Regions from separate parts of the Mus musculus genome. Here regions 2, 3, 4 and 5 are each linked to region 1. The links are chromatin contacts, called in public Hi-C and HiChIP or PLAC-seq maps. All regions are on one chromosome and are shown on one strand. The core of a region is the stretch at or near the end of the contact, and the rest is flanking DNA. Distances in the headings are between cores, read along the strand shown. Region 1 overlaps Cfap46 (cilia and flagella associated protein 46). Region 2 holds the start of Msx3 (msh homeobox 3). Region 3 overlaps Tubgcp2 (tubulin, gamma complex associated protein 2). Region 4 has its middle 12 kb from the start of Gm32486. Region 5 holds the start of Kndc1 (kinase non-catalytic C-lobe domain (KIND) containing 1).

The links. Hi-C and Micro-C count contacts between places; a contact is called where the count stands out from the background. HiChIP or PLAC-seq counts read pairs in DNA pulled down with a chosen protein or histone mark.
Region 2: an H3K4me3 HiChIP or PLAC-seq map of forebrain shows a contact between it and region 1, with 3 times the contacts expected there. The contact joins the promoter of Msx3 here to the enhancer-like site in region 1. A contact is called at or near these places in 3 of 39 promoter capture datasets (the C10 cell line, embryonic stem cells and hippocampal neurons), 1 of 15 datasets of contacts at CTCF or cohesin (hippocampal excitatory neurons), 13 of 484 Hi-C or Micro-C datasets (the N1E-115 cell line, cerebral cortex, cortical neurons and 2 more), 5 of 115 datasets of contacts at active chromatin or transcription factors (craniofacial prominence, embryonic stem cells, forebrain and 2 more) and 1 of 9 other capture datasets (embryonic stem cells).
Region 3: a Hi-C map of cortical neurons shows a contact between it and region 1, with 2.1 times the contacts expected there. The contact joins two enhancer-like sites. A contact is called at or near these places in 5 of 39 promoter capture datasets (the C10 cell line, the HPC-7 cell line, cranial neural crest and 1 more), 6 of 484 Hi-C or Micro-C datasets (cerebral cortex, cortical neurons, embryonic stem cells and 1 more) and 1 of 9 other capture datasets (embryonic stem cells).
Region 4: a Hi-C map of the N1E-115 cell line shows a contact between it and region 1, with 7 times the contacts expected there. The contact joins two enhancer-like sites. A contact is called at or near these places in 4 of 39 promoter capture datasets (the HPC-7 cell line, embryonic stem cells and liver) and 3 of 484 Hi-C or Micro-C datasets (the N1E-115 cell line and embryonic stem cells).
Region 5: an H3K4me3 HiChIP or PLAC-seq map of forebrain shows a contact between it and region 1, with 5 times the contacts expected there. The contact joins the promoter of Kndc1 here to the enhancer-like site in region 1. A contact is called at or near these places in 9 of 39 promoter capture datasets (the 3T3-L1 cell line, the C10 cell line, cranial neural crest and 4 more), 1 of 484 Hi-C or Micro-C datasets (nephron progenitors) and 7 of 115 datasets of contacts at active chromatin or transcription factors (VIP interneurons, embryonic stem cells, forebrain and 2 more).

Annotation. Positions count from the first base shown.
Region 1 is chr7:139,614,605-139,618,803 of GRCm38.p6, reverse strand. It overlaps Cfap46 (cilia and flagella associated protein 46), which reads left to right. Exons shown (of 59, transcript NM_001302546.1): 42 at 336-464; 43 at 545-724; 44 at 1,202-1,372; 45 at 2,531-2,628; 46 at 3,154-3,230; 47 at 3,649-3,743. The region is part of intron 5 of Gm33031 (a long non-coding RNA gene); the gene reads right to left. Among named protein-coding and RNA genes, the nearest start is that of Nkx6-2, 34 kb to the right of the region's middle. Within about 2 kb of position 2,458, at least 38 of the 459 cell types and tissues checked have an H3K27ac peak or open chromatin away from gene starts, as enhancers often do. A contact at or near this core is called in the N1E-115 cell line, VIP interneurons, cerebral cortex and 4 more, where this site is marked.
Region 2 is chr7:140,047,295-140,051,493 of GRCm38.p6, reverse strand. Msx3 (msh homeobox 3) reads left to right here and starts at 2,406. Exons shown (of 2, transcript NM_010836.3): 1 at 2,406-2,708; 2 at 3,354-4,199. The coding sequence starts at 2,495. The coding sequence ends at 3,754.
Region 3 is chr7:139,997,083-140,001,281 of GRCm38.p6, reverse strand. It overlaps Tubgcp2 (tubulin, gamma complex associated protein 2), which reads left to right. Exons shown (of 18, transcript NM_001286007.1): 13 at 139-267; 14 at 1,935-2,055; 15 at 2,370-2,513; 16 at 3,182-3,310. Among named protein-coding and RNA genes, the nearest start is that of Adam8, 6.6 kb to the right of the region's middle. Within about 2 kb of position 2,146, at least 11 of the 459 cell types and tissues checked have an H3K27ac peak or open chromatin away from gene starts, as enhancers often do. A contact at or near this core is called in cerebral cortex and cortical neurons, where this site is marked.
Region 4 is chr7:139,307,330-139,311,528 of GRCm38.p6, reverse strand. No RefSeq gene overlaps it. Among named protein-coding and RNA genes, the nearest start is that of Gm32486, 12 kb to the right of the region's middle. Within about 2 kb of position 2,293, at least 89 of the 459 cell types and tissues checked have an H3K27ac peak or open chromatin away from gene starts, as enhancers often do. A contact at or near this core is called in the N1E-115 cell line, where this site is marked.
Region 5 is chr7:139,892,607-139,896,805 of GRCm38.p6, reverse strand. It overlaps Kndc1 (kinase non-catalytic C-lobe domain (KIND) containing 1), which reads right to left and starts at 2,110. Exons shown (of 31, transcript NM_177261.4): 1 at 1,518-2,110. The coding sequence starts at 1,619.

The DNA of each region.
Region 1 (4,199 bases), core at 1,209-3,708:
GTCACAGACACCTTCTGCTCCTGAGTACTAGCCTGTTCTCACAGATGATTTCTGTCCCTAGGGTTTGGTAAAGGCTGCTGGTGGACAGGACCTGTGTAGAACTAGTTTTTCTCCCACTTTGTGTGTGGGCCATTAAGAGATTGTCTGCCTCTTCCCACCACATTGGTAACACCGTTGACCCCACACCACATGACTTGTGATCGATATCACATGATCACTTACAACCCGAAGGACCCACTGATCCTTACCATCTTTCCCATCCCTGGCATCTGTGTTTTCCCTGCCAGCCAAGCAGGAATCCACAAACGCCTTCTATCGTGTGGTATGCCCTGTAGGTAGGCACTAAGAAGGATAGCCTGAGATCGCTGGAGACAGACACAGAGGACAGGAGTGTAGAGACCTCCTCCTCGGCAGTCTTCAAGGAAGCCCCCAAGGAGCAAAGCCGAAAGGCTGAAGGTCTGAAGGTATGCAGCATTCTCTACCTGTCCCCTGGTGGCTTCCGCCTGAAGAGCCCACCTTAGCTTGAGCTTTGCACTGCCCACAGAAAAGGATGGTGCTGGCGAGGGGGTTCCTGGCTCAGACATCGGAGGTATTGCTGCAGTGTATACAGACTTCCCTGAGCAACAACCTTCTGGACATCGTGGCCTCTGCCAGCATAGAGATGGTGGAATGCATTGGCATCCTGGATCCCATCACCACCTGCCAGTTCCTAACACTGTCACAGGTATAGACCTCCTCTGCCCATCTCCAAAAGGGCCCTTGACTGCCTGTCACCCCAGGGGTGGGAGTGCCTTGGCACCATCCAGCCCTGTTGCTGTCCACTAGACAAGATGGGGTGGTCCTGTGGTTGAAAGAAGAAGAGATCCTCCCTGTTCTCTGGGCCTCAGGCCAAGCTAGTCCTTAAGTAATAGAAGCCAGCCATGTAACTGTTCTTGTAGCTCAGTGGACACATGCAGTACTCACCACTGTCTCCCCCATCCCCCCCCCCTCCACACACACACACACACACACACACACACACCGAGTCTCTATGATGGAACATACTGAGACTCCGGAGAAAGGGCTGGCATAGCACTGACACCTGGTCCGACAGGGGCCCAGCAGAGGGTGACACACAGACTCCTAGATGGCCACTCCCGGCTCAGTTGTCCTCTGCCACCCTCCTACACGGCACACACCACTCTTGTCTGCTCTGCTTCAGAGCTGTTCAACCTCAGAGATGATGCGGAAGGTCCTGCTCACGGCCACGAAAAACACGGGCAGCTCACAGCTGGCGGCCCTGCTGCAGCTCCACCAGCGACTCAGGCAGCAAGACAAGATGTCCACCAGCCTGTTTGCCAGTGTAGAGCAGAAACTGGCCTCCTCTTTCAGGGTAATGGGCCGGGGAGCCTGAACACACACTCCTGTGACCTATATTGGCCTCTGAGCTGGCTCACTGAGTGCTAATAGGGCAGTCTCTAAGTGCCACCTCTAGCTGCGTGGTGCTAGAAGACCTCTCCGCCTCTCTGAATCTCATATGCCATGGGTACAGGCACAAGAAGGCTGAAAGAATTGTAGTTCCTTTCCACTATTTGCCCCAGGGGAGTCGAGGTCTTGGTGAAGTCCGGTAAAGAGCCAGTGATGTCTGGCAGCAGGCAGCCATGACACCAGAGAAGTAGCTGAGAGCTTATACTGAGAAGGTCTATAGGTTTTTGAAACCCCACCCCTGCGGGATGGGTCATCCTTATTTAAACTCCCATAAGCCTCCACAGGTCCCTATGAAGTCAGGCCAGAGAAATCAGCCAGAGAAGACAGTACATCGGTACACCCACACAACAAAACACACTGAAGCAAGGAGAGCTAGCTTCTGCATGAACCAGTGTGATGAGGCTACCCACACACTGAGGTGGCCAGCGGCTAGGCAAGAAGCAAGCCACCACCAATAAAGTCCATTCACAGCCCCCATATGGTAACATGACCCATCTCTTCACCTGCCATATGGGTACGGCCATTGTGAAGAGTCCGCTTGGTGCCTCACGTAGGCGTTATGTGGCTCTCTCTATTTCTTATTCTTTGATAAAAGTTTTCTAAGACATCATTTCATTTTTGCAAACCCAAAGCTGGGTCTTGAAGCTGTGCGCATTAAGCAACTCACACAGGAGATCTGGGGGTACCCCTCAGGGCCCACGCTGGCTGACTGCCGTGGGCAGAGGGGACCCTGAGGTGTGTGCATCCTCTAGGAGTACTCACTCACAGGAAGCAGGAAAACTGGGGGTCTGGGTAAACTGACCCCAAGATAGGTCTGCAGCCTGCAGCCTCAGGGCTAAGTGGAAGCCCTTAGCTAGGCTCAAGGAGGCAGTAAGGACCTTGAAGAGATGCTATTTAGGGTTTCTGGGAACTGCATCCACAAGTAGGCAGAGCTGGGCAATTTGAGGAGCCAGTGAATTTCTCATTCCTCTGCTGCCCCCTTGTGGTACTGATGCATTCCACAGCCCAGACACCTGGGGGAGAGCAGTGGCCGTTCTGAGTGACCATCCCCTGTCACACACAGGCATGGCAGAGCCTCTGTGTCACAGAGCAGCATTTCAGCATCCTGAATGAGATCCCACCCGTGTTCCGGATCCTCTTTCTGCAGCATTCACAGGACAGGTGAGGCTTTCCTCCTACCATTGTAAATCTCCACCCTGTTGAGAAAGCCCGGCCAGAAGGCATGGGCAGAGCAAGCTTACCACACCTCTGCCCCTAGCCTGAGGCCAACTGGGCCATCTGGAAAGCATACTTGGCAGACTCAGCTAGTCCACTTGACAGGCATGGGCACTCGTTCAATCCAGAGACAAAGGGAAGCCCTCTTCTGACCCCCCCCCCCCCGGAAAAGACCGGGGTGAATTTCCATGACGACGAGGGATGTATTGGGAGGAAGGAGCTCTGATCTGCACTCACACAGGGTCTCTCTGTTAGATAGATCTGGCTAGGCCTGCACTCCTAGACCTTCTGTAATTTCCCTCTTACTTGGGTTATACAGACTGCTTCCTAGGCCTCTGTCTGCCAAAATAAACATTGAAAGGCACCTGTTTGGGTGCCGACTGCAGACTGGCCCGCTCGGCTCCTGAGACCTCGGTGCTTGCCTGTTCACCTCCCCTGGGAATGGGCCTGTGACCTCTGCTCTGCCTGCAGGTCTTGTCTGTATGGTGCTGCCTTTGAGAGACCAAAGACCATGCCTTCACCCAAGGGGAAACTGATAACCGTGGGCGGTAAGCTTGGGTACAAGCAGGGGCTCCTCCCATCGACTCCAGATGGGTTGCAGTGGGTGGGAGAAATCCTTGCCCCAGAGCAGGACCACAGAGCAGGGGAGGGGAAGGGAGACTGAACCCAGGAGACGAGAGAAAATAGAGGCCCCACGTTCCTCTAAGGGATCCAGAGGATCCATGCCTCCCCAGAACTCCCTCTGTCAATCACCACTGTGTTTGCCTCTGCCTGAACTTTCTGGGTAGTAGCCCTCATGTTCCCAGAGAAGAATGGGGGAACTCAATGTGCCCAGAAGACCTTCCCATCACATGTCTCCCCTCTGAGACGTCAAGGTTAAATACCCTCACAAGGGTCTCCATCTGCCCACACGACTCCAGTAGCTCTGCTCTGAGCCCTGTAAAGGCCTCGGGTGTATTTTGACAGGTTATTGCAAGGTAACTCGGGTGGCTACGAGTCCAACTGCCATCTCTGACCTGTTGACGAGTATCCAGTGGTTCCAGAGGCAGACACGGGTCAAGGTACACAGCCAAATTATGACCCCGAACCCAAGCACTTGAGGCCCGAGACTCTAAGCCATATTGTAGACTGCAGCCCATCCCAGGGAAAAAACAAGACTCTGAGGTTGGATTGGGCCCGGGTAATGGGCCCAGAACTCAAGAGGAGGAAGGGGAAGCCCTATGAAAGGTGGGGAGCTCCTCTGAGTCCTTGGATTGAATGTGACCCCAGAGGAGGGGTCTGGCTACCTCTTCTCTGCAGAGCATAGGGTTACCTGTCCTGGGCCGATCCCTATCAGCAGGACATTCCTCAGTGTCATCAGAGGACAGGGACAGGGACAGGGATGAGGTGTCAGGATAGTTCCCGGAAAACCACTGGGAGCATTGTGCTGGGGGAAGCGAGAGCATTGTGCTGGGGAAGCGAGAGCAATGCCAGCGCTCTTTGTGGAAGGGCTGGAGCCGAATGATCTCCAGGGGGTC
Region 2 (4,199 bases), core at 1,157-3,656, 430 kb before region 1:
GCAACCCTGAAACGATGAGTGTTTACCAAGGAGAGGAGAGGGGAGCCTAGAGGGCTTGCCAACACTCCTGGGCACAGCTGGGATATGGCTATTATAAGTGCTTATGTGTGCATACAAAACATACTTGCTGGGAAGTGAAGTGCCTACAGGCATCTCTATCCCTTCCACGGGCCAGAGACAATGATGCCTCCCTGTGTAAATGGGATTTCAGTTCCCACATGAACTGAAATCCAACACCCAACATCCAACATCCAACATCCACTATGCTGGCAGAAAAGATTCCTTCACATCCCACCACTCCTACCCTGTAGCCCAAGCTCTTTTCTAATCAGGTCACTTGTGTATGGGATAGGAGAGAGAGAGAACTGCGTGTTGTGCTGAGGTCTAGGTCTCCATGTCCATGGAAGAGATCCCTCTTCTCCTTCCCTCCTTCCCGCTTCCATTCTGGTTCTCTTTCTGCCTCTCTCTTGCCTCCCTTGCCTCTGAGGTGGTGCTTTTACCAGTCTGGAGCCAATCTGGCTTGCACTGGGCAGAGCTGCTCAGAACTGACATCAGCATCCCTCTAGGAAGTGGGGGAGGGTGAGAATTTAAGATCAGACTTTACACTGCTTCACAGGAAGGACCCTGCCCATTGGACCTGCTCCTGGCCCACAACCCTGTCCCTTTCCCTGGGCCAGACCTAAGTACAGACTCTTGCTTCCTCCCATCAGAGGCTACTTTGGGGGACATTGCTCACACACAGGCAAGTTGTCCTTTATTCCTTTTGTTTGTTTATCTTCTTTGTGCATTCCTGCCAGTGTTTTGATGATGCAATTATCAGCAGTCAACTCAGAACATCTTTGTTACATTAAAAAAGCAGCAGGCAAGTGTTGGTAGCATAATGGTGAGTATAGCTGCCTTCCAAGACAGCAGCAGTCGTCAGTCTGGAATTATAGCACGAATTAAACAGACGCTAGGTCTAGCCAGCCAGGAATCTTCTGCTAGCCCCTTTGAGCAGCTTCAAACTTTACACGAAGAAAAACTTTTTAATTAATTTCTCTGACTGAGCTCAACAATCAGACTGAACCCCAAAGCTGTACTCCATTGAAGTACTTTTGGCTGTCTAAAACAAATTTATAGAGAGATGTAGGTTGCTGATTTTGTGCTCTAGGATATTAATCAGACTTTATTTCCTAAATCAACCTCCCAATGTATTCTAAAATCAAAGCCCTGGTTTCTTTTTATGGCGCTACCGCCACAGTTTGCTTTGCAACATAGAAGAACATTTTTGTTTGTTTGGTGATGTGTGTGTGTGTGTGTGTGAGTGTGTGTGTGTTTTGTTTTGTTTTGTTTTGTTTTAAAACCAAAGGAACAGTGAGATTTGGGGGAAAGTATTACCAGGAGCTAGGGACTCTATCTGGCCTCAGATCCACCCTTCCTTAGAATCCTTAGCTGGCGGGTTGTTTTGTTTTGTTTTGTTTTTTAAAGCGCCTTCAAGAGGTTCCCACACTGCTTGCCTGGTCAAGGAAAGACTGCATCAACAGAGATACTCTCCGGCGGCCTTTCAGGAATTTGCATCGGCCGCCAGGCAAATACAGGACACCAGAAGACAACGATGCGCCCAGCATCCAGTTGTTTGAGCAGCCTGAGGTGCCTGCATGACGGGCTAGTATGCTAACTTCCTCTAAGAGATCTGTCTCCACCATCTTCCCTTGGCCTCTGCGCTTGGGACCCAGGACGCGTCTTTCTAGCCCATTCCTGGCCCAAACTGGGACGCAAGTTCAGCCCTCGAAGTTGCTAGTGGCCCAGAAAATGTTTGGAGACTCCAAGAGCTCAAAGAGAGACCAAAGCGAAACTAAAGATGCCACAACTCGACCTCAAGAGATCAGTAGAGGAGACGTGTTGGTCCCATTAGAACCCCACGGTGCAGACTAAAACACGTGCGAGCCAGGAACGCAGCAAGAACAGCCGATCAGCCTCATTAAACAGCACTGTAGTAGGCACGAGCCCATAGCTGCGCTCTGCCTAAGCGCGGAGGCTCACTGTGCCAGCAAAGAACTGATGCCTGGACGTAGCTCCACTATGAGCGCTCGCGCGCAGTCCATTCCTCCACTCCAGAAGGCTGAGGCCAACCATCTCTTTACCCAAGACTGACAGCCCCCTCAGCTTTTCCCGCTGGAGGAGCTTCATAAGCGTTCCTACAGACGGCAGTAAGTCCCGAAATCCTGACGTGGGCACGACAATGCTACCCCAGGTCTCGGGGCACTCAGTTCCCAGGCAGAAGCCCCGCCCCTCTCTGTCGGTCCCGCCCCCGAAACACTGAATCCAACCCGCACTGAGACCCGCACATCGGCTGAAACAACCATTGGGTAGCGGCGCATGAAAGCGGTGCTACCTTTTTATAGGGTGCGGAGGGGCCCGAGAACCACAGAGCCCAAGGTCCTAGCAAAATAAACCGCCGCTGGGTCCCACGCGTCCCAGCCGGGCGGCTAGCCCCGCACCCGCCATCCCATGCATGGCCCGGGCGACATTCGACATGAACGCGGCGGGGCTCGAAGCTCGCGGCGGGGGCCACACAGAGCACGGACCACTCCCCTTCAGCGTCGAGTCTCTGCTGGAGGCTGAGCGCGTACCGGGCTCCGAGTCTGGGGAGCTGGGGGTGGAGAGGCCGCTCGGCGCCTCGAAGCCTGGAGCCTGGCCCCCTCCAGTCGCGCACTCTTGTCCCCCACGTAAGTGCTCAGTCTCCCGGTCTCAGGCCCTGAAAAGCGACCGCGCTGTCAAGGCTCGAAAGTCCAAGGTGGGTGGGGGTATGCGCACTGTTGCTCCGAACTAGTGGCTAGTAATTACTAGCCATTAACCGGCTCAGTCCAAGAGCAATGATAACTGGCGGTGGGCGCCCAACATTGTGCACAGCCCAACCGCCAGGTCCAGGTCTCTTCTTGGTCGAGGTCCGCAACCCACAACAAATACCCTTAATGCTTTTCCGCTCCGGGTCGCTCACGCTCCTGCACCCCTTGCCCACTTTGCGTATGCCCCCGACAGCTAACTGGTCTGTTTGGAGACCTGACCGCTACTCGTCTTCGGTTATTGGACAGCCTCCAGGCCCAGTTTAGCTCTTTTTCCAAATAGTTAGTCCCCAGTTTAGTTGGGGTGCAAGATCACGGGTTGGGAGAGCAGACCTAAGTCTAGGGCGCCTCCTCCACTCCCCTGCCTCCTTGGTTTGCTTATCCACGTGGCTTTGGGGACCGCTGAGCGGAGCACTCACGGAGCCACGGAGCACCAACCTTCCTTTGTAAGGGTGGAAGAAGGTCGGTCGAAATAGGGGTGTGCAGCCAGAGTTTGAGCGCTCGCCCTGCGCTTCTCTTTCCTTTCAGGTGCCCCGAGCCCTCCACCCTGCACCCTCCGCAAACACAAAACCAATCGCAAACCACGGACGCCATTCACCACCGCGCAGCTGCTGGCGCTTGAGCGCAAGTTTCACCAGAAGCAATACTTATCCATTGCGGAGCGCGCCGAGTTCTCCAGCAGCTTGAGCCTCACTGAGACTCAGGTCAAGATCTGGTTTCAGAACCGCCGAGCCAAAGCCAAGCGGCTGCAGGAAGCTGAGCTGGAGAAGCTGAAGCTGGCAGCGAAGCCACTACTGCCGGCGGCGTTTGCCCTGCCCTTCCCGCTGGGCACCCAGCTGCACAGCTCCGCGGCCACTTTCGGCGGCAACGCGGTTCCTGGGATCCTCGCCGGGCCTGTCGCGGCCTATGGCATGTACTACTTGTCTTAGATCATGGAATCAAGCCCTAACCTCTTGGTTAGGCTCAGGGTTGCGCACAGTTCTGCCTGCCGCTGATGCTCCTGGTAACTTTTGACTTTTCATTTTAGTCTTCCCCCCCCCCCTCCTCCTGTTTATACGGTGTTATACTTGATGACTGGAGCCTATTTATAGACATCTTACAAATACTTTAAACCTTCCTAAAACCTTGCCCACATCAATCTGTTTTTCTGAAAGAAAACACACCGTCATATAGTCCTTGAAACAGACAAAAGCAGTTCTTCCTATTTCTTACAAAGCAGTCGACAAAGTATTTCTGGAGTGGGTGTGCTCCCTGTATTCACTCTGCCCGGACACCGAGGACTTCAGAGAGGCTCGATTGAGCTGGCATAAGAAAACAAATTCCATAAGAAGAAATCAAAATAAAAAATGAGATAATCGGACGGTTAGAAATTAC
Region 3 (4,199 bases), core at 897-3,396, 380 kb before region 1:
GGTGGATGGGAGTCAGAACTGCCTGCTTGGGCAGCCTCACCCTGTAGGCTGCTGGGTTGTTCTTACTCCCTGTTGGTGCAGCCCAGTCAGCAGCACGGGCTGCCTTGTCCAGGTTGCTGACATGGCCCCTCTTTGCAGGAAGGCACTCACCCGCTACCAGATGCTCTTCCGACACATGTTCTACTGCAAGCACGTGGAGCGGCAGCTCTGCAGTGTCTGGATCAGCAACAAGACGGCCAAGCAGCATGCACTGCACTCCGCCAAGTGGTGTGTCTCGTCTGCCTTCTGTCATGCTAAGAGAAGTGGTGTGTCTGGTCTGCCCTCTGTCATGCTAAGAGAAGTGGTGTGTCTGGTCTGCCCTCTGTCATGCTAAGAGAAGTGGTGTGTCTGGTCTGCCCTCTGTCATGCTAAGAGAAGTAGTGTGTCTGGTCTGCCCTCTGTCATGCTAAGAGAAGTGGTGTGTCTGGTCTGCCCTCTGTCATGCTAAGAGAAGTGGCTCTGCTCTTTGAGTCTGAAAACGTTGTTTGGAAGTCACTTCTAGCTTATCCACTTTCATGGCTTCCCCATTAGCTGCACACTCACTGTCCAGATCCTCATAGACCTGACTTCGAGGCTCTGTTACAGCACATAGCCCCTCTCTGCATTCTCTCTTTCTGAGTGCATAGGGTGGGAAGTACTGGGAAGTGCTCTGGTCACCTTTTGTACACTAGTGTGTGGGGCTGGCTCATGTTTAAAGGAGAGTTTGAGGGTAAAGTTTCTTAAGAATTGTCTCAGGAAGCTGAAGAGGTGGCTCAGGGGTTAAAAGCATGCCATGCTCTTGGAGAACCAAAGCTCTACTCCCTGTGCCCACACTGAACAGCTGTAACGCCAGCTCCAAGGCCTCACATTTGCATTCATGTGAGGATACCACATACACATGACACATACATATAATTAAAAAGAAAATAGATCTGGGAAAGAATTGTCCCAGTAGAACACAAGTGTGTGGAGCCAGCCATGGTGGTAGTTCTTGGCATTACTACCTACCTGACATCTTAACTACTTTTCTACTGCTGTGATGAAACACCAAAACCAAGACAAAGTATGGAAGAAAGTTTATTTTGGACTCATGGTTCCAGAGGGATGAGAGTCCATCACCATCATGGCCAAGAGCATGGCAGCAGCAGACAGACATGGCAGCTGGAACAGCAGCCAAGAGCTCACAACTTGAAGTGAAGCAGGAGACAGGATAGTGAGAGGTCGCAAATGTTGCTAGTCTTTTGAAACCTTTAAAGTCTACCTCCAGTAACACACTTCTTACAACAAGGCTACACATCTTAAACCTCCCCAAACAGCCACCAACTGGGGACATGGCATTCAAACCTCACACCTGCTCTGGGTGGTGTAGTCAGCTACAGGTCCATGCTCCATGTCTCCATGCTACGGCTGTTTGTCATTCCCTTTTCAGGATGCAGGGAATGAGAGTTGTACTGGGTAGGACATCAGTGACACCCTGATGAAGCCAGAGGTGGGAGTGAGTGTCTTCAGACTGACCTCAGCACTCAGACATCTTGTTAATGTCATTTGTCCCTGTGTCTGGGCTATCAGCACAGGAGAACTAGGATCATGAGAGTCCACTCTGCTGTGGAGTTAGGTGGAAGCCATCACCATGCGCTACATGAGCTTCGTGCTGTATCTGCATCACCTCCTCAGTACCTGTTCCTTGTGCACTCAGTACCTGTTCCTTATGCACTCAGTACCTGTTCCTTGTGCACTCAGTACCTGTTCCTTGTGCACTCAGTACCTGTTCCTTGTGCACTCAGTACCTGTTCCTTGTGCACTCAGTACCTGTTCCTTGTGCACTCAGTACCTGTTCCTTGTGCACTCAGTACCTGTTCCTTGTGCACTCAGTACCTGTTCCTTGTGCACTCAGTACCTGTTCCTTGTGTACTCAGGTTTGCTGGTGCTTTCACTCTGCGGCAGCGAATGCTCAACTTTGTCCAGAATATTCAGTACTACATGATGTTTGAAGTGATGGAACCGACCTGGCACATCCTTGAGAAAAACCTGAAATCTGTGAGTTTCTGCTCTGTAAATTATAGCATCTGAGAGGCTCTGTCCCAGCCAGAATGCATTTCATAACAGCATCATGTGCTAGGGGGGTGTTATGGCAACCACAAAAATGTCCACCGCCTCCCATCTGCCTGCTTGCTGCTCATGTTCATGAGAGAGATGAGAGGAGACAGAGAAAGAAGGGAGAAAGACAAGTAGTCTTTAAGAGATCACAGGCCCATTGAGACAATGGCAACATACAGGCAATAGGGTACCAAGCCAGAACTGAAAACAACATGCCCAGGATCTTCGGTGACGTCCCCGGCCTTTGTTTGCAGGCCTCCAACATTGACGATGTCCTTGGCCACCACACAAGCTTCCTTGACAACTGCCTGAAGGACTGCATGCTGACCAACCCTGAGCTGCTGAAGGTTTTCTCCAAGCTCATGTCCGTATGCGTCATGTTTACCAACTGTATGCAGGTGAGGACAAGGAGGCCGTGGGAGCGTGGGTATGTCTAGGCTGTTGCCACGTGCTGCTCTGTCCCACAACCTCTGCCTTGCAGAGCTCCTGGTCTTTGTGGCCAGGCCATCCCATTCTGGCTGTGAAGCTTTCAAGGGCCGCCTTATTTCTCAGCATCCCTGTGCTGGTCTCTGTCTTAGGTCTCTTCCAAATGCCTTTGCATTCATTTGTCAAAACTGAGTATTAAACATGATTGAACTTATCTCGAGCAGTTGTGCAAATAATGCAGAAAACGTCAGTGACAGAAGGGTAGTCTGGGGTCTCTGGGCTGGAGGATGCTGGGAGCCAGGGAGTCTTTAGGCAGTACTTCAGAGCAGTCAGGAGGTAGAAAATGTAGGTGGTTCTAGGTTATGGAGGGATCAGGGCTGTGAGGCTCATTCCTTAGATGTTTAGGGGCCGTGTTAATTCCCACATAGGAAACACAAGACAACTAACTATGTCCTTAGGAAACTCAGTTGGTAGTCACTGAAAAATGTAGACCTGGGAATGCTAAGAACTAACATCCTGTCTAGAGCTCTGTGTTCCTGTGTCTCTGGGTTGGGTACTGTGCACCTGTCGGTACTTGCTGTCTTGTGTGGCACACTGTATATGAAGCTAACCATAACCTTTCCTCATGACTCACCTTTAGAAATTTACACAGAGTATGAAACTGGACAGTGAGCTAGGCCGTCTGACACTGGATCAGGGTAGTGTGCAGGGGCCACCCACAGAGACTGAACGGATTGAGGATCGCCCCCGGAAGGAGCTTACCAGGAAGGTATGTGGCCATGGGGCTTATCCAGAAAGACCTTCCTTCTAAGCTACGACAGTATTAGCATTGCAAACTTAAGAAAATAAAACCTTAAACAAGACAGACATTATAAAGCCGGGTGGTGGCTTATACCCAGAATCCCAGCACTTGGAAAGTGGAGGCAAGAGATCAGCTGTTCAGAACCAGGTTCAGCTACAGAACAAGTCTGACTAAGGCAGAGACCTTCAGTTGCCTTTCTCTGGCATTTACCTCTACGAAGGGAGACACTCAGGTCCTGAAGTTAGGTTCCAACACAGCGCTAGAGACTTCCTTCTCAACACTGAGTTTCCAGACATAGGGCCTCCAGAGTGTTGCGCAGTCATCTATACAGCTATTGTGTGGGGTAGGCTGGGCTGCCCTGGAGCACAGAGCTTTGCCTGGCTGAAGTGCTTTTCCCTGATTAGTCAGTTGATCCAGATGACCATCCATGAAGCCTTTAGGATTCATAGTCAGGAGCTAGCAAATGGGAGATAGTGTAAAAGCATGAGGGCGCCAAGCAAGAGCAGTAGGAGAGAGGCCTGTCCTTGCTTGTTAGAGGCTGGGCGGAAAACAGCAGTAGCCCTGAAATCGGACCACAGCCTGGAGAAGCCCTAGGGTGCTGGGCCTGCTGCCTCAAGTGTTTCTCCATTTGCTGTGCCCTGTTCCCATCTTTTATAAATGGGGAGAAGACAAACCAGTTTCTTCCATTAAACACGAGGGAGCTAGGTATGGTCCCTGTCCCAGCACCCCGCACTGGGAAGGACCAGACATGCAAAGGAAGTTCAAGGCCAGCCTGGACAACATGAGACTCTGTCTCCAAAATAGAGAGCCAGATGTGGTGGCACAAGCCTTGATCCCAGCACTCAGGAGGCTGTGG
Region 4 (4,199 bases), core at 1,044-3,543, 310 kb after region 1:
GAGAGGCCTTAGAGGTTAGATCCTTGTGTAGAGTCAAGAGAGACTTTGAGGCCAGCCAAGGCACCCTGAGCAGAAAACTGGGGAGCTCCTAAGTTGGGGTGCAACATGAGCACCGGCTCTATAACCTGAGTAGGTGGCCTGACTGAGGCTTTAGGCAGTCTGATGCTCGAGCAGGAATGATGTTTGCTGGAGGAGAGGGTGGCTTGGATCTAGCGTTTGTCACCACAGTGCACCCTAAGTTACCCACTGTGGTCCCCCTGAGGACCATGCTACCTGACCTGCCCTTTCTTGGATTGGTAGACATGATGCTGTGGCCCTAAATCTTAGGTCACTTCTCCCCACCTCTCGAAAGATACCTGCTCAGTCGGCCTAACCACGGCCTGGATATAGCCCCCACATTCTTCCTGCGTGGTCCAGGAGCCTTGACTTCTCCAAGTGAGGATGAAGTGGGGGATAGCGCTCCTGATCCCATACAGGCTTTTTCAGGGTCACAGGAAAGGACCCTCACACCTGCACACCAGGAGGCTCCAGCGGGGACAGCTCTGCTTTATTTGCAACACTAGCTGGTGCAGCTTCCTGCCACCGTGGAAGGCAAGGACACCCTGAATTAGCCAGGCCCCTCTGACATCACTGGCACAGCTCACGTGATCCCCTGCTTCGCCTCATGTGGATAGCAGCATCCAGTAACTAGGGCTTATGATCTTCAGGGTCACCTACAGAGAGTCCCACTAGGCCTTTCTCTTATCCTGAGTACACACACAAGGATGCTGAGAGCTAAGGGCCAGGGGGGGCGGATCTGTGGGGCTGCTTGTTCTTGGCTGGAACAAGCTGATAGAGGCTGGATTGTTCTTGCTGACACTGAGTGGAGCTTAGAGGCCACACAGGGGCTGTGATCCTAGGGGTGGACAGCTCTGGCATGAGTCCAGAGACTTCAAAGGCACAGGGCTTTCATTGGCAATGGGCCTCCCAAAGAGTGTTCTGGACATGAGGCCGTTAATGAGCCTCGCAGATGGGGAATGATGGCTGATGTAGGAATGGGAGGGGTGCTTACTGCATGGTGTTCTGAGCACAGCACCTGAAGCAAAGGGCAGGGCAGGATGCTGCCATTAGGCCATTGCACTTGGTGTCTGCTCTCACAGAAGCCGGGGGGGGGGGGTATCTGCAGGGCCTTTATATCTCTGTTTGCTGGCTTGTTTGTTTTGAAGCAGTCTCCTATTGTAGACTAGACTGGCATCAAACTCACAGAGATCCACCTGCCTCTGCATCCTGAGTGCTAGGATAAAAGGCTTATACCACTATACCCAGCCTCATGATCACTGGAACCCCTGGTTTCTGCTCAACTTAGCCTCATTAGCCCCCAAGTCTTTTGGTCTGATAAGAGTGGGTAGCCTGTAGGAGCAGATAGAGAGGCTCTAGGACTGAGAGTACCATAGCTTATGCCTATAATTCTAGCCCTTGGGTGGCAGAGTCGGGAAGATCCCAAGTTCTAGACCAGCCTAAACTACATAGAGAGACCTGACTCAAAAACACATGGAGAGGAGTGGGCATGGTAGCACATGCCTTAAATTCCAGGCAGGGGGAGATAAGCAGATTTTTGTGAGTTTGAAGCTAGCCCAGTCTATACAGAGAGTTTCAGGGTATCCAGGGCTATATAGTGAAACCCTGCCTCAAAAACAGCATTCACACACCCATAGAGAGAGGCAGAAGATGGGGGAGGGGAGTTAGGGAGAGGGCTAGAGGAAAGAAGGAAGGAAGGAAGGAAGGAAGGGAGGGAGGGAGGGAGGGAGGGAGGGAGGGAGGAAGAGAAGGAGGGAGGGAGGGAGGGAGAGAGGGAGGGAGGAAGGAAGGAAGGAAAGAAGGAAAGAAAGAAAGAAAGAAGGAAAGAAGGAAAGAAAGAATGAAAGGGGAGGAGGCTTTGCTCTGGTCTAAGCTATATCTGGCAAGGGACTGGGAACTGAGGCTCCTAGGTTTCTACATATGACTTTTCCAAGCCAGGCCTGTACAGAGGGACCTGGGGCTGGTGCCAGGAAGGAGGCAGCTTGGGCTAGTGGTTCCCTGGGCTGCCATGGGTGGAGATTCTCTGTGCTTAAGATCCTCATGGTCTCTTTCATATCTCAGAGCAAGGAGGTCCTGAGAGGTCAATATGGCTCAGAGCCCCAGCCGGCAAGTGGCTGACTCTTGGTCCTGCCTGGGGAGTGGGAGGGGCCTGCCTTGGCCTGCAGAGCATCTTGGAAGCTTCTGGGCTGGGGCAGGCCCAGGCTCCTTTAGACTCCTGGCCAGAGAAGAAAACCAGATGGGCTGACTCAGGACAGGCCTGGCTGCTTCCTTTCCCACCGCTAGGGCCAGCAGTGAGTGCTCTCCTAAGACAGTGACCTCAGCAGTTATATCAACTCCAGGAGGCCTGTGCCCAGGGACTGAAGTAGGGACATACATTCCATCCATCCTGCTGTGGAGTTGGGGGTAACCTTCTGAGCCCCAGGCCCCCTGATGTGGCAGTGGGCTTTCTGAGACACTGAGACTGAAAGAGAGGAGCCAGGAGACCAAGGCCAGCTTAATCACTTCCGAGGAGCTAATTGGTTAGACTGTGGGACTCAGTTTCCCTTTTCATCCTCAGCAGCATTGACCTAATGGTCTGGATTAACTCACAAATTAAAAGTTCCTCTAACTGGTTTGCCCCAGGCCTGTCCCAGACCCACTTGTGTGTGTTCCCTGGTTCTGCTTGCCCGTGACTGGTTGTTCCTTCAGGCAGAGTAGACAGTGTGGTGTTTCTTTGGACATTTGCTGGAGGACAAGGGCCATTCCTGGGCCAACCTCAAGATGGCTCTGTTCCGTACAGTGAGGCCAGCTTCCCTCTTTCTGGGAGTTTCCAGGCTTGGAAGAACATGCTGGCTTTCGGCTCAGCCAGAGAACATGAGGAGTTGGCTGGGGCTGCAACGGCCCTTCCAAATATGTAGGCAGGGCTGGGCAGCCCCAGCGTGGCTCTCTGGGGGCCTCCAGGAGGATGCAGGGGTATCAGGAGTGTCATTTTTCCAAACATGGACAATGCCAGACCTGTTGGGTCCACGTTGCCCTGTCAAGCCTGCTCCTGGGCCTCTCACAACTGAAGAAAGGAGTTGTCCCACAAAGCTCTGGGGGTATGGGGACAATATGAACTGCCCTGAAGGAGACACTATACTCTTGTTCCAATGGAGGTAGGCTGTGAACAGACTGGGGCACAGGGCTACCAAACTGGCGTTACATGGTGTTCCTACCTGGTGTTACATGGTATCTGGTGCTGGCTGGTTTGTTGAGGTGATAAGGTCCTGGGTGACGTGTCTTTTTGTTTGTTTAGTTGGTTGGTTTGGTTTGGTTTGGTTTGGTTTTTTTTGAGACAGGGTTTCTCTGCATAGCCCTGGCTGTCCTGGAACTCACTCTGTAGACCAGGCTGGCCTCGAACTCAGAAATCTGACTGCCTCTGCCTCCCAAGTGCTGGGATTAAAGGCGTGCACCACCACGCCCGGCCTCTGGTTGATGTGTCTTTGACAGCACTTAGATTAAGGCTATCAGCCACGAGAGGTCCAGGGTTGGTAGCTCCTGCAGTTCTTTCTGACTACTACCAAGAAGGGGACTAGTGGCCACTACTTGTCCCATTGCCTACCACTACACCTGCCAGGGGAAAGCCTCAGAAGTAACTAGGCAAGTAACAACAACAACAACAACAGCACACTAGCACTGTCAGTATTTAGAACCCTCCCAGGGCCAGGGCTCCTTCTTTAAGGATGACACACCCTTCCAGGGACAGGACACCCTCCCAAGATGAGGATATCTTCCTCAGGGCCAGAATACCCTCTCAGGGATGAGATGTCTCCCAGGGCTAGGATATCCTCCCAAAGGCACAACATCTTCCTAGGAGCAGGACGCCATCCAGGGTATAACACTCTCTTACAGTTAGGACAGCCTCCTGAAGTGTTCTGGCTGCCTAGTTTTCTGGTACATCCAGGGGATGCTTGTACCCCCATCTCCAGTCAGGTCTCTAGATGCTCCCAGCCCCACTGTCTTTCCCCAGACCCCTTTCCTAGTGAAAACAAAGTAGGGAGGGGAGAAGTCAGATGACTGAGGGAAAGGGGCAGCTTCCCCCACCCACCCTGTGGCATAATGAGTGCCTAACATGCTTCCTTCCCCCGGTAGGTCTAACACAAAAGGAGGGAGAAGAATCATAG
Region 5 (4,199 bases), core at 861-3,360, 280 kb before region 1:
TGCATGCTAGACAAGCACCCTCCAGCTGAGCCCTATTACTAGCTACCTCCTGTTTAGAGGAATAAAAATAACACTTTTGCTCAGGTGAGAGGCTCACCTGAACATCCCACTGAATGCCATTAAAATGGGGGAATTCCATTTCACACCAAGGACTCACCGCAGTCAGAGGATGGCTATCTCATGCACTGTGAATGTGAAACCTCTCCAATCCAGAGGGACCGAGGACATTTCTCATACAGAAGCTATCAGGGCATGGTAAACAGATGGCACTCTGGGTATAAGGCTCAGCTTCCACCTGCAGGCTTAGGTTCCCTTGATGTAGTGGTACCCACTGCCTCAAATGCCAGGCTCAGAGTGAGCCCTCCAAGCTCAGTGGCTGATACAAAAGGCCACAGAGGTTCTCAGATCTGCTTCTATTGGCAACCGAGAGCTCAGGCTCCCACGGATACCCTAGAACATGTCCTGTCCTCCAGCAGTTCTGAAGGCCGTGTGCTGAGCGCATCCTTTCTTTCCCATCAAAGCCAGCGAGATGTCCAAAGGTTTATTTATTCCCTGGACTCTCCTCTTCACAGCCTTAAATTGCACCAAATCCAGGCCACTCAGGGGTGGGGGTGGGGGGCAGCACCAACCCCAGCACTACTCAGAGGGCCCTGGAGGTGGGACAGGCAGGAGCAATTTTTTAAAAATGCTTTCAGAGCCCACTCTTTTAGGGAAAAGGAAGGGAAGAGCTGCCAGGGCCTGGTGCTGCAGACCACACAGGCTTATGCTTCAGGAGGATTCTGGCTAACTTTCACTCATCTGCTGGCCAGACCAGCTGCAAAGGCTGGTGGAGGGTCTCTAGCACCAGGGTATTTCAGGGACTAAAGAATGGTGTATTCTTTACAGGGACTCCAGAGCCTGGTTTGGAGGAGCTCCTCAAAGGTCCTGTATTCTTGAGGGAGCTCAAGATACCCCCGGGAGCATTTTTTTGGGGGGGGCTGCTTGCCATGCTTTTTCAAAACATGGAGTTTGTGCATGACCATTGTTTGGGGGCTTAGGGAAGGGGTCCCTCGCTTCTCCAACCAAGAGGGGCTCTGTGTAGCTCCAGCCACTCTGTACTAGAGGCTCTCAGGGAACTTGGGGGAGGAAGGTTTTTCCAGAGAAGGAAGAACCCTCAATGATGGGAAGGGGTCTCACTGGCCATTCCTAAGCTCATCTGCTTCAACACCTGGCCAGCTGTGGAGGTCAGGTGTGTCCCTATTGTCCCTACCTGCCAGAATCTTCACCCTCCCCCCCCCAATTCTGTTCAAGGATTAAAACCAAGAGCCCATTCCTCCAGTAGCCAACTTTACAGGGACAGTCCCATTGCTGTCCCATATAGCATTCCAGCTGTTCTGTGGCGGGTGGGGCTGAGGACAGGATCCCCTAGCAGTTGCTACTATGAGGGGCCAGAATCTATGCAGCAGAAGAGCTGTGTTCCACCCACTTCTTTTCCCCACCCCTTTTCTGGAGCAGGTGGGCTTCTGGGACGGGCTCACCTCATCCTCCGGCAGGGTGGGGAGCGGCTCGAAGTCGTAGAAGTCCAAGTCCTTGCCATCTTCCTCGTAGAAGCCCCGGGAGGCTGGGTCCATGGCCTGCATCTTGGCGCTCAGCAGGGCCTGCGCGCAGGTTGCAACTCTGGCCCTGGACAGAGCTCCGGTCTGGGATCCCCTCCCCAGCAGGTTTTCTCTGGGTCAGATCCCCTCTCTGGCGGGTCCTTTCCCGGGCAGATCCCGGTCCAAGCTGGCTGCCGCCTCTGAGCCTGCCGGGCTGAGCTGGGCACCGCCAGCTACGCGCGCCCGGCCGCCATGGCAACGCGCCCGCTGCCTGCCGCAGTGTCGCCAAACGGTGGCGCGGGGACGCCTGGGGCGGGGCCGGGGGTGGCTCCCTGAGGGCCGTGGTCACTGGCGGGCCGGGGCCGAGTTTGGGCTCCGCAGATGTCTTCAACTACGTCAGCCTCCGGGGTGCACCCTGCGCCTGCCTGCGCTGTCTGTGACAGTTCGGGGCGGAGCCACTCCGCGCAGCGGCCATCCTAGGGGTCTGCACCTACCTAGACTGAGGGTACCAAGGCTGAGCCCACCTAGATCACACTGGTCCTCAGGACTTTCGCAGTTCCCGCCCCACCCAACCCAGGGGCGGGGTTGCTGCAGTCACCTCCAGTGGCAGCCACGGACTGGGGCAGGTACTGGGTTCTTTAGCTCCTGGAGTCTTTTCCTTGGCTGGGTCCAGTGATGGGCAGAGAATCAGAGTTCATTCACCACAAGCACAGCAAAGGACTACATGGCTCTCCCAAACTTGGCAAAGGACAGACATAGAACCCCTTCCACAGGCTAGTGTTTTTGTTTCTGACAGTCTTTACAACCTTAGCTGGCAGAACTATGGACCACAGCTCCTGAAGCACACTGTAGGTCAGATCGGCTCCTGGCATTGCTGGCTCTATCCCTAGAGCCTAGACTGATCAGACATAATAGTAGACACTCTGCTATGCGCTCCTTGAGTGAAGGAGGGTGGGTTTGTAACTGGTCATGCAGAGTCCAAGGATACAACGCAGTTAGGGATGCTAATTCTCAACAGCCTGCCCTTAGGGCTTCCAATTATTAGCTATTCAAGAGCTTGCAGCCAGGGTAGGTGATGGAAGGTACTGGAAACTTGAGTTGGAGAACAGACATCTCACAGGTCTGCTCACTCCTCCAACACTGTTTTGGGTCAGAAGGGGGCAGATGTGACCAGCAGACACTGTTTGGACTCCCGGGCTTTAGCTGCAACCTGTCTCCGGGCTCTAGATAGATGGCTGAGCCCTGTGCCTCAGTCCGCTGCTTTGGGCCAAGCTGACTCCTTCCTTTGTTCAAGCTTTGATGCTTCTCAGCCACCTTTTCCTCCATGTGCTGCCCTGGTCTGTGCTCTCCTAACCTGTTCTCCACCCAGCCTATACACTTCCAGCCTGTCCTCTCCCTGGTCTGTGCTCCCCAGCCTGTCCTCCCCCTGGTCTGTGCTCCCCAGTCTGTCTTCCCCTGGTCTGTGCTCCCCAACCTGTTCTCTACCCAGCCTGTACACTTCCAGCCTATCCTCTCCTTGTTGTGTGCTCCCCAGCCTGTCCTCCACCCACCCTGTGCTCCCCAGCCTGTCCTCCACTCAGCCTGTACACTCCCAGGCTGTCCTCTGCCCAGCTTGTGCTCCCCAGCCTGTCCTCCACCCAGCCTGTACACTTCCAGCCTGTCTTCCACCCAGCCTGTCCTCCACCCAGCCTGTGCTCCCCAGCCTGTTCTTCAATCCACTCCCTCCAGCCCGTGCTCCCTTAGTTTATCCTCCTCTGTAGGCTGTGATGCCCTCAGCTTGTGCTCCTCCAGCCACGCTCTTATCCCAGTCTGTGCTCCCTACAAAAGGTGCTCCCAAGTCTGTGCTCCTCTGTAGCCTATGTTGTCCTGAGCCTGTTCCCCTGAGCCTGTTCCCCTGAGCCTGTGCTCTCCAAATCTGTGCTGCCCAGGCTTATGCTTCCCAGCCTGTGCTCTCTCCACAGGCAGTGCTCCCTGAAGCTTAGTGCTTTCCTCTAGTTGACGCTCATCCCATCTGTGCTCCCTAAGCCTGTGCACGCCACAGCTGGTGCATCTCAGCCTGTGCTCTGCCTTTCTTCAGACTCCATGCTCTCTTGAGGAACCTAGGTAGGTATGACCAGAAAGACAAGGCTCTGGGGCCTGGTGGTGGCCAAGGTGGGACTTTGTCAGGTGGCTTCACAGATGCCTTTGAACCCTGGGTTTAAGGAAAAGACCTAACATCAACTGGAAGGGGCAGGCAACCCAAGACTTATGGGGTGACCACACTATACAGTTTCTGGCTCTAATGATGCACCGTTTACTTCAGGGGAAAAGGAGTATCCATCTTGGGTTAAGTTTGAATACAGACGTGGACTCAGCTTTTGCTGCAACAGTCAAGTCTTGCCTTCTGGCTTGGGTAACACCATGGCTCCTTCATAGGGCTAGGGCATGAATGCTGTGAGGAATGGGGAGGGGATTTTGGACAGCTCAGACCTATCGGCTCTCTTTAGACTACCAACGACTTTCCTAAAACTTTGGCCCTTCTCAGCTAGACACCCGTTAGTCTCACTGAACATCTGCCCATGTGTGTGCATTTATAGTGAGCTTTACTGCAAGGGAACGGTATGGTATTGGTCCCGGTTCTCTGGA